Regions from separate parts of the Mus musculus genome. Here all the other regions are linked to region 1. A link is a contact called in public promoter capture Hi-C data. All regions are on one chromosome and are shown on one strand. Each heading gives the region's core, a stretch centred on a gene start, on an enhancer-like site or on the middle of the called end of the contact. The rest is flanking DNA. Distances are from core to core; before and after follow the strand shown. Region 1 holds the start of Tfb1m (transcription factor B1, mitochondrial). Region 2 overlaps Zdhhc14 (zinc finger, DHHC domain containing 14). Region 3 overlaps Snx9 (sorting nexin 9).

Region 1 (2,700 bases), core at 131-2,630:
AGGGACACACATGAGAACATAGATAACAAATTGAATGGCTGGTGATGTAATTCAATTAACTGATAAGAGTGCTTGCCTAGCATGTGTGAAGCCCTGGGTTACACAGTCAGCAATCAGTAACTGAGCATGGTGGCATATGCTTTTCATTTCGGTTCTTGGGAGAAGGCAGGAGGGCCAGACACTCAATAACACCTGCCATGTAGTGAGCTTGAGGCCAGCCTTAGACATAGGAGACTGCATTTCAGCAGAGAATGGTGCTTATATTTAGCATGTGCTTATATTTAGCATGACTGGGAGAGGATGCTAGAACCAAAGAATCTAAAAGTAGGCATCCTAAGGTCCTTGTAGGCCTTTCTATCAAATAAGAGATGAGAAAACTTAAGTGGAGTTAACTGTTTTACCCAAATTCTACGGGTCGAATAAAGGCTCCAAAAACAAGAAATAAAAGTAACTTATGCTTTGTGGTCCATGCAATCAAAATTGATTTTGGGGACGGAGTGTGTGTATGACACACTTACCCTTTTAACTTGAGGGGGTTAACATGCTAAGTACTCCAACAGTCAGCTAGCACCTTTATTTGCAACAGATGGATCTTATTCTCAAGAGGAGAGCATTACTATGACATGGGTGGTAAGTAAACCAACAAACACCTGTGAAAACTCATCAAAACATGGGTGTCAAACTGGTGACCTTCACCCTATATAAGTTTAATCGCATAAAAGTAATTTTTAAAGAAGCCGGAGAATGTCAACTTATTAACTGCAAACTCAGGGCTGTTGTTGGGACGGTGGTCCCAGCATTGGCACAAGGTAGCTGTAGGCGCCGTTTGGTTAGTATGACTTTACAGAGCGAATCTCCAGTCCCTAGAGGGATCCCTAGACTTAAGTGAACGTTTATCCTATTTACTCTCTTGGTTTCGTTTTTGAAAGAGTCCATCTGTTTCTAACTGGCGGCAATCCTCCTGCCTCTGCTCCTCGAGTGCTGAGCTTACAGACGCGCTTTACTGAGCCGGGCTAACGAGAGGCAGGTTGGCGCATCATAAAGCGCGCGGGAAACATCTCCCGCCCGCAAAGCGGTCGACCAGTCGTCGCCCTAGCCCGCGAGGACCGGAGGAGCAGCGCTTGACTGACAGCCGCCCGCCCCAACCCGCTCCATCACCCGGCCGCGCCCACCACGGAGACCCGGGCGAACTGACGACTCAGCCACCTGTCAGCCTCAAGTCCAGGAGGAAATTCTGGGAAAGCTGTTTCACCGCTCGCAGTCCGAACAACTTAATGATCTCCCGAATGGTGGGCAACGGGGGAAGGCGGAAAGTGCCGAGCTTCCCCGAGGCAGCCATGAGAGACCCACATACACAGCCACGCGCAGCGGCTGGAAAGGTGCACGGCGCGCAGGGGGTGGGACCTTGGAGAAGACTGCCCGCCTCTGAGGCCACCTGGTTGGATGGAGAAACCTGCCGGAAATGACGAAACTGACAGGAAGTCTGTATGTACTGGGAGCTCAGGACGCGTCAGGCCGAAAGCGGTGCAGGTTGGGAGAGGAGAGGGGGCGGAGGCTAGGAGGCGTGGTCTTTGTAACCTCTGGGAGGCTCCGCAGGCCTTTGACATTCCAAAGGCTTGACTTTTGATTTGTAGCAGGAAAGATGGTGATTGGTTGCTTGCTGTTTGTAGACTGGTTACCGCCCCACCCCCGTAGGCTAGATACTTTTTATTTCTTCGCGTCCATTACTTCTTTCAGAACTTAGTTCCATAGAGAACTATAGGCTTATTTAAGGTAAGCCTGCTGAAAACCGAGTTTAAGACTTAGACTTTAGAGCAAATGGCTGAATGCCAGCCCGTTAACAGCACCCCAGCTTTAACCAATAGCAAGAGACCAACTGACTCAAGTAAAGCAAAAAGCTAACCGTAACCAACTAAACTGTGTCTCTAGATAATTTCTCTTTTCTTGTCATTGAACAATGTCCATTTTCTGGCCGGAGTTGTTTGAAAGAATTCCAAGGGCTGCCTAATTTTAGAATGGTGAATGAAAGCCATTCTGGGTCTTTAAATATGCTGTAATTTTGTCTCTTGAGCTAAGCACTTTAAACTTCGAGAAGTGTTTTTGATACCACTTGTTACTATTTCATATTCCCTTTTAAATCTCTCAGGTGTAGTCTTGCGAAACAGGACACATATTGCTAACTTCCGATTAAAACAGGATCAAGAAAGCCCTGCGAGGCCACGAATTTCGTAAAGCTGGAAGTTCACAGATTCCAGCTGTAGTCTAGTGCATGCGCGGTGGCTGCTGTTTTTAAGCAATGCCAGCAAGGTCAGCATCAGGACCACTCTTTTAGCCTTTGAAGCTTTTTCTAAAAGCTCATTCATGCTGCAAGCATTGTGGTCTCTCCACTGCTCTCAGAGTGAACCATAAAGGGGTTGCTCTTTTAAAAAGCTCAACTAAAAGAAATGTGTGCCAGGTCTCACAACTGAGTGGTTTGGAATTATTCGCTCACTAATTGTTACCATACAGATTCGGGTAGATTTTATTATTACGTAGTGGTGAAAGTGAGACTTGGGGCGGTTCAGCCACTTTCCCACACTTCAGAGTGGAAACGGAAGGCTTACTCATCAGGCAGGGAATCCAATGGAGAAAGGCTATTTGAGGGTTAAAATCCAAGTACCAAGAGAAGACAAATAGGTTCTGTCTTCCTGTGATGTCTGA
Region 2 (2,700 bases), core at 121-2,620, 2.2 Mb after region 1:
GTGTCATACAGGGCCAGATCCATGGCTTAAACCTGGAGCAAGGAATTCATTTGGACACTACTGAGCGATTGGTGTGGGGTATGCAAGAGAAAGGTACCATCTTGTATGCCACATGGCCAGGGACAGATGGTACACAGTGACATTTTGATCTCATCTAGAGAATGAGTAGGAGTTAGGAAGGAATTCAGAAAGGACAGCATGGGGCTGGAGTGATGGCTCAGCAGTTAACAGCATTGACTGCTCTTCCCGAGTTCAATTCCCAGCAACCACGTAGTGGCTCACAGCCATCTGTAATGGGATCTGATGCCCTCTTCTGGCGTGCATGAAGACAGCTACAGTGTACTCCTGAAATAAATAAACAACTCTTAAAAAAAAAAAAAAAAGACAGCATGCACAAGAGCTAGGATGAAGGGGTAGGAAAGCTGATCAAGGGAAACCAAAAGAGCACATGTGCAGTGGGGGGCTGAACAAGAGCAAGTCTGAGGAAGTGAGAAGGGTATGAGGGGGGCTGTCTTAGTTATGGTTTCTATTGCTGCAACAAAACACCATGACCAAAAGCAACGTAGAGATGAAAGGGTTTCAATTTACAGCTTGTAGCCTGTTTTCCAATGTTCATCTAAGAATCTCCTATTGCAACTTCCCAGTACAGGCAAAGCTGCTGTGTAAGAGGTCAGACATACCTGTTACTGCAGACCTAAGCTATAGCCATGCACCCTGTTCAGGCCTTGGGGCTCCCTTCGGGGACTCTCTGAAGCTAATTCCTCTTCTCCTACCTCTATAGTACTTCCTGGGGTGTTCCAACAAAGTGCCATCATGGGGAGGGCTTAAAGTAACATAGCTCCCAGTCTGAGATTAGAAGTCTGAAACGAAGGCACCAGCAATACAGCCATGCTCTCTCTTACATAGGAAGCTCTTGCTTGCTCTTCCCAGCCCCTGGGGGTAGCACTGTGGTCACAGTGTGCTAAGACCACCTCAATCCATTAGGTGCTCATCTTCTCATGCTTGCGTTCACAAAGTAGCCATAGGTCACAGATAGGGTCCCATCTCCAGGTTGTGGGACTGGCACAATCCAGCCCATCATGTTCCCCCTTCAGCGAGCAGGGGAGTGGGAGAGAATGTGGCCCGGGTGAGGATGGTCAGAGAGGAAAGAGTGTGTGCAGGTGTAGCTTGCTCTGGTCTCCCATAAGGCACTAGCATGGTGCGGCCACTCACAATGTATATCTGAATTAATATGATAAGATGGCACAGGCTTGTCATGAAATGACATTAGCTTGAAGCTGGAGAGGGAAGTTGGGAACAATTGTGACAGTGGGGGGTGACTAAGAGGAAGCTGCTGCGGTCTGTACCAGGTGACATCTAGACTAAAAAAGGGAACAACCAATGCCACAAGCCTCTTTTAAAGTAGAAGTGACAGTGAGGCTAGAGCTCCCCATTAGAGCACTTGTCTAATATGCACAAGTTTGAATCACGGTACCCTAAAGGAAGAAGTGATAGAATTTGGTAACTGGTGTCATGTGGAGGATACATATGGAACAGCCCAAGATGCCATAATGGATCTAGCACAGAAAGAACTTGTTTTAATCTCTTTCTGCTACTGTAATAACACATCCTAACAAAGACAACCTACTGGGGGGAGGGTTTATTCTGGCTCACAGTTCATGTAACTTCACAACAGGGACTGCCAGACAGGAGGTGCTTGATACAACTAGTCACATTGTATCTGCAAGAAACAGAACAATGGATGCTTATGCTCAGTTCTCGGTCTCCTTTTTATACAATCCAGGATCCTAGCCTAGGGAGTGGTACCACCCACAGTGGGAGGATTGCCCCACCTTAGTTAACCTAATCAAGATAATCTCCCACAGATGTGTGGAGGGTCTCATCTCCCAGGTCATTCTAGAACCCATCAAATTGACAGCTGAGGATAACCATCGAAGAGGAACCCCAGACCTAGATGTATAAATTATGTTGCTGTCATATTTGAGATTTTTCTCACTCTCTCCTTCCTCTGATTGTTCTCCTGCAGCCTAATTGACAGAAGAGGCTATGTCCAGCCCGACACACCACAGCCAGCAGCACCATCAAATGGGATCACTATGTATGGGGCCACACAGTCGCAGAGTGACATGGTAGGTACTGCCTGCATCAGGGCCGCTATTCCCTGTGATGCCTTCTCTTCTTCTGATATGCCCTCTAACCCAATAATATATGCCTGGGAATTGCTTTAGTAGAAGGCACATCTGGATCATCCATGTGACTGACATGCTAACATGGGGAAGGAAAATGACCAATTTGGACAGTATTCATGGAGGGACCATGTCATCTAATCTGGCTGGCTTGTTACTTAACACACACACACACACACACACACACACACACACACACACACACACACCATCTCTTTGTTTCAATAGCATATGTCAAACGTATGTCCACAAAGTCAGGGAACAGTTAAAGACTAGGATCTACCTTCCCACCAGGGCTGGACTTGTTTGATAGTCTCCATATCCTTGCTGTCCCTTGCTCAGTGTGTGCTGCTACCATAATAACGTGCCCTGCTACTAAAGGTGGGCAGTGGACATCACCACACTTCTCCATACTTCCACCCTGAGTCTTAGACCAGCCTGTAGCCCCTCTATACAATCCTCAGGCCAAGGGCTACTTTATTTACAGTGTAAACCAAACTGCCTGCACACTGGA
Region 3 (2,700 bases), core at 83-2,582, 2.3 Mb after region 1:
TTCTCCAGAATGAGGGCCTGCGGAGAAGGAAGGAAGCAGACACTGAGGTGGCCAGTTTCTGCTTGGCTAGACTTTGTCATGGGTCCTCCTGTTACAGCAAGTGTCACCACCCCCCAACCCCCGCCCATCGCCCATAGAAACAGTCAGATAGAAGTAGCACAGCCAGGCACTTAAACTCTTTGTCAGTGATGTTGGCTCTAAGTAGGCCTAGCGTGAGCCCCTGTTTTAGAGAATGTACAGATTTTAAACATGGCTTGGTAGCACACGCCTTAATCCCAGGCTCTCTGTGAGTCCAGGCCAGCCTGGACTACATAGTTAGACTCTGTTTCAAAAAATGAAACCAAATAAGAGAGAGAATGTCCACATTGTGTATTTTATATTTCTACCAGAGACCCTTCTGTAGACTTGAGATTAAGCTCTGTAAATAAGAGAATAGGAAAATGTACAGGCTCTGTCATGTTTTGAGTTGAAATGGTTAGGTTTTCACATGAGAGGGCCTTGTGTCCTCTGGCCCTTTTGAGAGAAACAGTTAAATCTCCATCAATTATTCTGGTCACAGTGCCCCTCCCAGGGGGACAGTGACAACATATTGCTTGGTTCTCGATCACTTTCTAGTCCAGCTACTAAATGTTTACCCAATGCCTGATACTTTCTTATTCATGTGGATGAGTTGAAGAGAAGAAATATTCTACCTTCTAAACAGCCTTCCTGTTGTGAGCAGGAAACGCTAACTTTCCACTCGTTTTGGAGTCTTGCAGTTATCTAGTCCTGCACTCTGCCCTCATGGCCTCTTTCCTTCCCAGCAGGAACCTGTCTGTCAGGTTGCAGCTGTCTGCTCAGTCCCAGGAGAGGCCAAAGGGCAACAGGAGCAGTGGGGACTGGGGAGCGGCTCCACGTGCTGCGTACAGAGGTGGAGCCTTGTACGCACAGCAAGCCTGTTCTCCTAGATAGTAATAAAGCTGTGGCTAGCCTGTGGCTAGGGAGGTTTCCTGGTGGACTTACCAAACTAGTAATCTGTATTAATGGGGCTGGCCTTTGAGTGTTTTCTGAATGGAAACAGTAGACCGCACTTTAAAGTTTCCTTTGTTTGCTAGTTAGCTAAAGTGCCAAGCAGAAAGCCACCTTGGTGAGATTCTCACTAATTCTCAGCCATGGTCCACTTATGGGGTCTGACCCAGCTCAGACAGATACAGAAAGTCATGGAAGTCAAAGCCCTTCTTCTCCTAAAGTTGTGTCTGTGTATGAGAGACAGTACCCTAAACATGTCTGCTCCCCTAGAACTCAGGGAGGAGTCAGGTTTGTTTCAGCATGTCTCCCAGCAGGCGTCCGTACTGTGGGCGCATGCATGGTAATCAGGTGCAGGAGCTGCTTCCTGGTCCAGGTGCTCTAACCATGTAGCTAGGGAGCAGAATACGACCAAACAGAAATGCTATAACTAGGCTGAGAGATGGCTCAGCGGGTAAGAGCACTGACTGCTGTTCCAGAGGTCATGAGTTCAATTCCTAGCAACCACATGGTGGCGCACAACCATCTGTAATGAAATCTGATGCCCCCTTCTGGTGTGTCTGAAGACAGCTACAGTGTACTCACATAAAATAAATGAATAAATGAAAAAAAAAAACTATAAACTGAGAACTCCTCACTGTGTAGCCAGTAGTTGCCTTTATAGAAGGCCATGCAGTCAGCTCAGTCCCTCTGTGTTACATCTTAGTCCCTGCGTGAACATGAGAAGTACAGGCTGCATCGTAGATGCAGTTCAATGTTTCATGTTACATCACATCAAAATACACAGTATCTGGTCAGTCCCCTGTTCATACCAATGATACCTGGGTTGGCTGGACGATAGTCTCCCTCCATTGTGTGGTATTTTCTCCTGTCCAGAAGCAATCCACAAACAAATGGGACTCTCACTGAGAGTGGAAACTGTGCACTGTTCTGACAGCTTGCTGTTGTTGCTGTCATGCCTGAATCACTGTTAGTTTGCCTGCTGTGCCTGCTGGCCTTCAGTCCTCTTGGTATCATCCCCAGAGCTAGCTAGCTACCCTCGTCCAGTTTTTAGAGTGCAGGATAAATGCAGAATTCTTTCTCTTTAATTGCTGCTTTTCAAACTAAGTTGTTTTATAGCTGCTTCAAATGTATCTTACAGGTTTTCTTCTTTCTGGTCACAGTGCCCCTTTCTCCATCTGCATAGTTTCCATGCCTATGGTCTCGCACTGGCTCCACCTAGGCCCTGGAGTTTCCTTTGTGTGTATTGTCTCCTGTTGGGAGATCATTCCGGTTGTCTCCTCTCCATCCACAAAGAGGAGTGCTCCCTTGTTCTGATTGGGTCAGCCTCAGTTGGCTGAGTTTTCCCTTTGCTATGGTCACAGTTCCCTGCTGTTTCATTGCTTGTAGTTTCCTTATTGGATGCCAGACTTTGTCATTTTACCTTGCTGAGTACTTTGCACCCTCGTTAATATTTTGAACCATGTGATAGAGAAGTTATTTTTAAATGTCCATTTCTTTTCCGTTTTAAGCTTTTCTGAGTGTGAACAGAGGAATATTTCACTAAGGGTACTTTTGCCCTGCTACTGAATGAAGTCTTGCTAGCGCACTGTGCAGTGTGAGGCTTTCTGCTGTGGAAGATTGCGCTCTGAGTTTCCTCTCGTGATCCTTTCTCTGACTTGAAGAGATTGCTCAGACGGTGACATTATTAGGTGT

Evidence for each region. Promoter capture Hi-C pulls out the DNA fragments that hold promoters and counts their contacts.
Region 2: a contact with region 1 is called in a promoter capture Hi-C map of pre-B cells, with 2.0 times the contacts expected there. The contact joins the enhancer-like site here to the promoter of Tfb1m in region 1. A contact is called at or near these places in 4 of 39 promoter capture datasets (the 3T3-L1 cell line, hippocampal neurons, liver and 1 more) and 1 of 115 datasets of contacts at active chromatin or transcription factors (large pre-B cells).
Region 3: a contact with region 1 is called in a promoter capture Hi-C map of liver, with 2.7 times the contacts expected there. The contact joins the enhancer-like site here to the promoter of Tfb1m in region 1. A contact is called at or near these places in 4 of 39 promoter capture datasets (the C10 cell line, hippocampal neurons, liver and 1 more) and 1 of 484 Hi-C or Micro-C datasets (pre-B cells).

Annotation. Positions count from the first base shown.
Region 1 is chr17:3,556,375-3,559,074 of GRCm38.p6, forward strand. It overlaps Tfb1m (transcription factor B1, mitochondrial), which reads right to left and starts at 1,381. Exons shown (of 7, transcript NM_146074.3): 1 at 1,207-1,381. The coding sequence starts at 1,339. It overlaps 1700102H20Rik (RIKEN cDNA 1700102H20 gene), which reads left to right and starts at 1,450. Exons shown (of 2, transcript NR_045303.1): 1 at 1,450-1,530.
Region 2 is chr17:5,729,446-5,732,145 of GRCm38.p6, forward strand. It overlaps Zdhhc14 (zinc finger, DHHC domain containing 14), which reads left to right. Exons shown (of 9, transcript NM_146073.3): 8 at 2,027-2,129. Among named protein-coding and RNA genes, the nearest start is that of Gm41519, 40 kb to the right of the region's middle. Within about 2 kb of position 1,371, at least 99 of the 459 cell types and tissues checked have an H3K27ac peak or open chromatin away from gene starts, as enhancers often do.
Region 3 is chr17:5,892,424-5,895,123 of GRCm38.p6, forward strand. The region is part of intron 4 of Snx9 (sorting nexin 9); the gene reads left to right. Among named protein-coding and RNA genes, the nearest start is that of Gm46599, 35 kb to the right of the region's middle. Within about 2 kb of position 1,333, at least 101 of the 459 cell types and tissues checked have an H3K27ac peak or open chromatin away from gene starts, as enhancers often do. A contact at or near this core is called in liver, where this site is marked.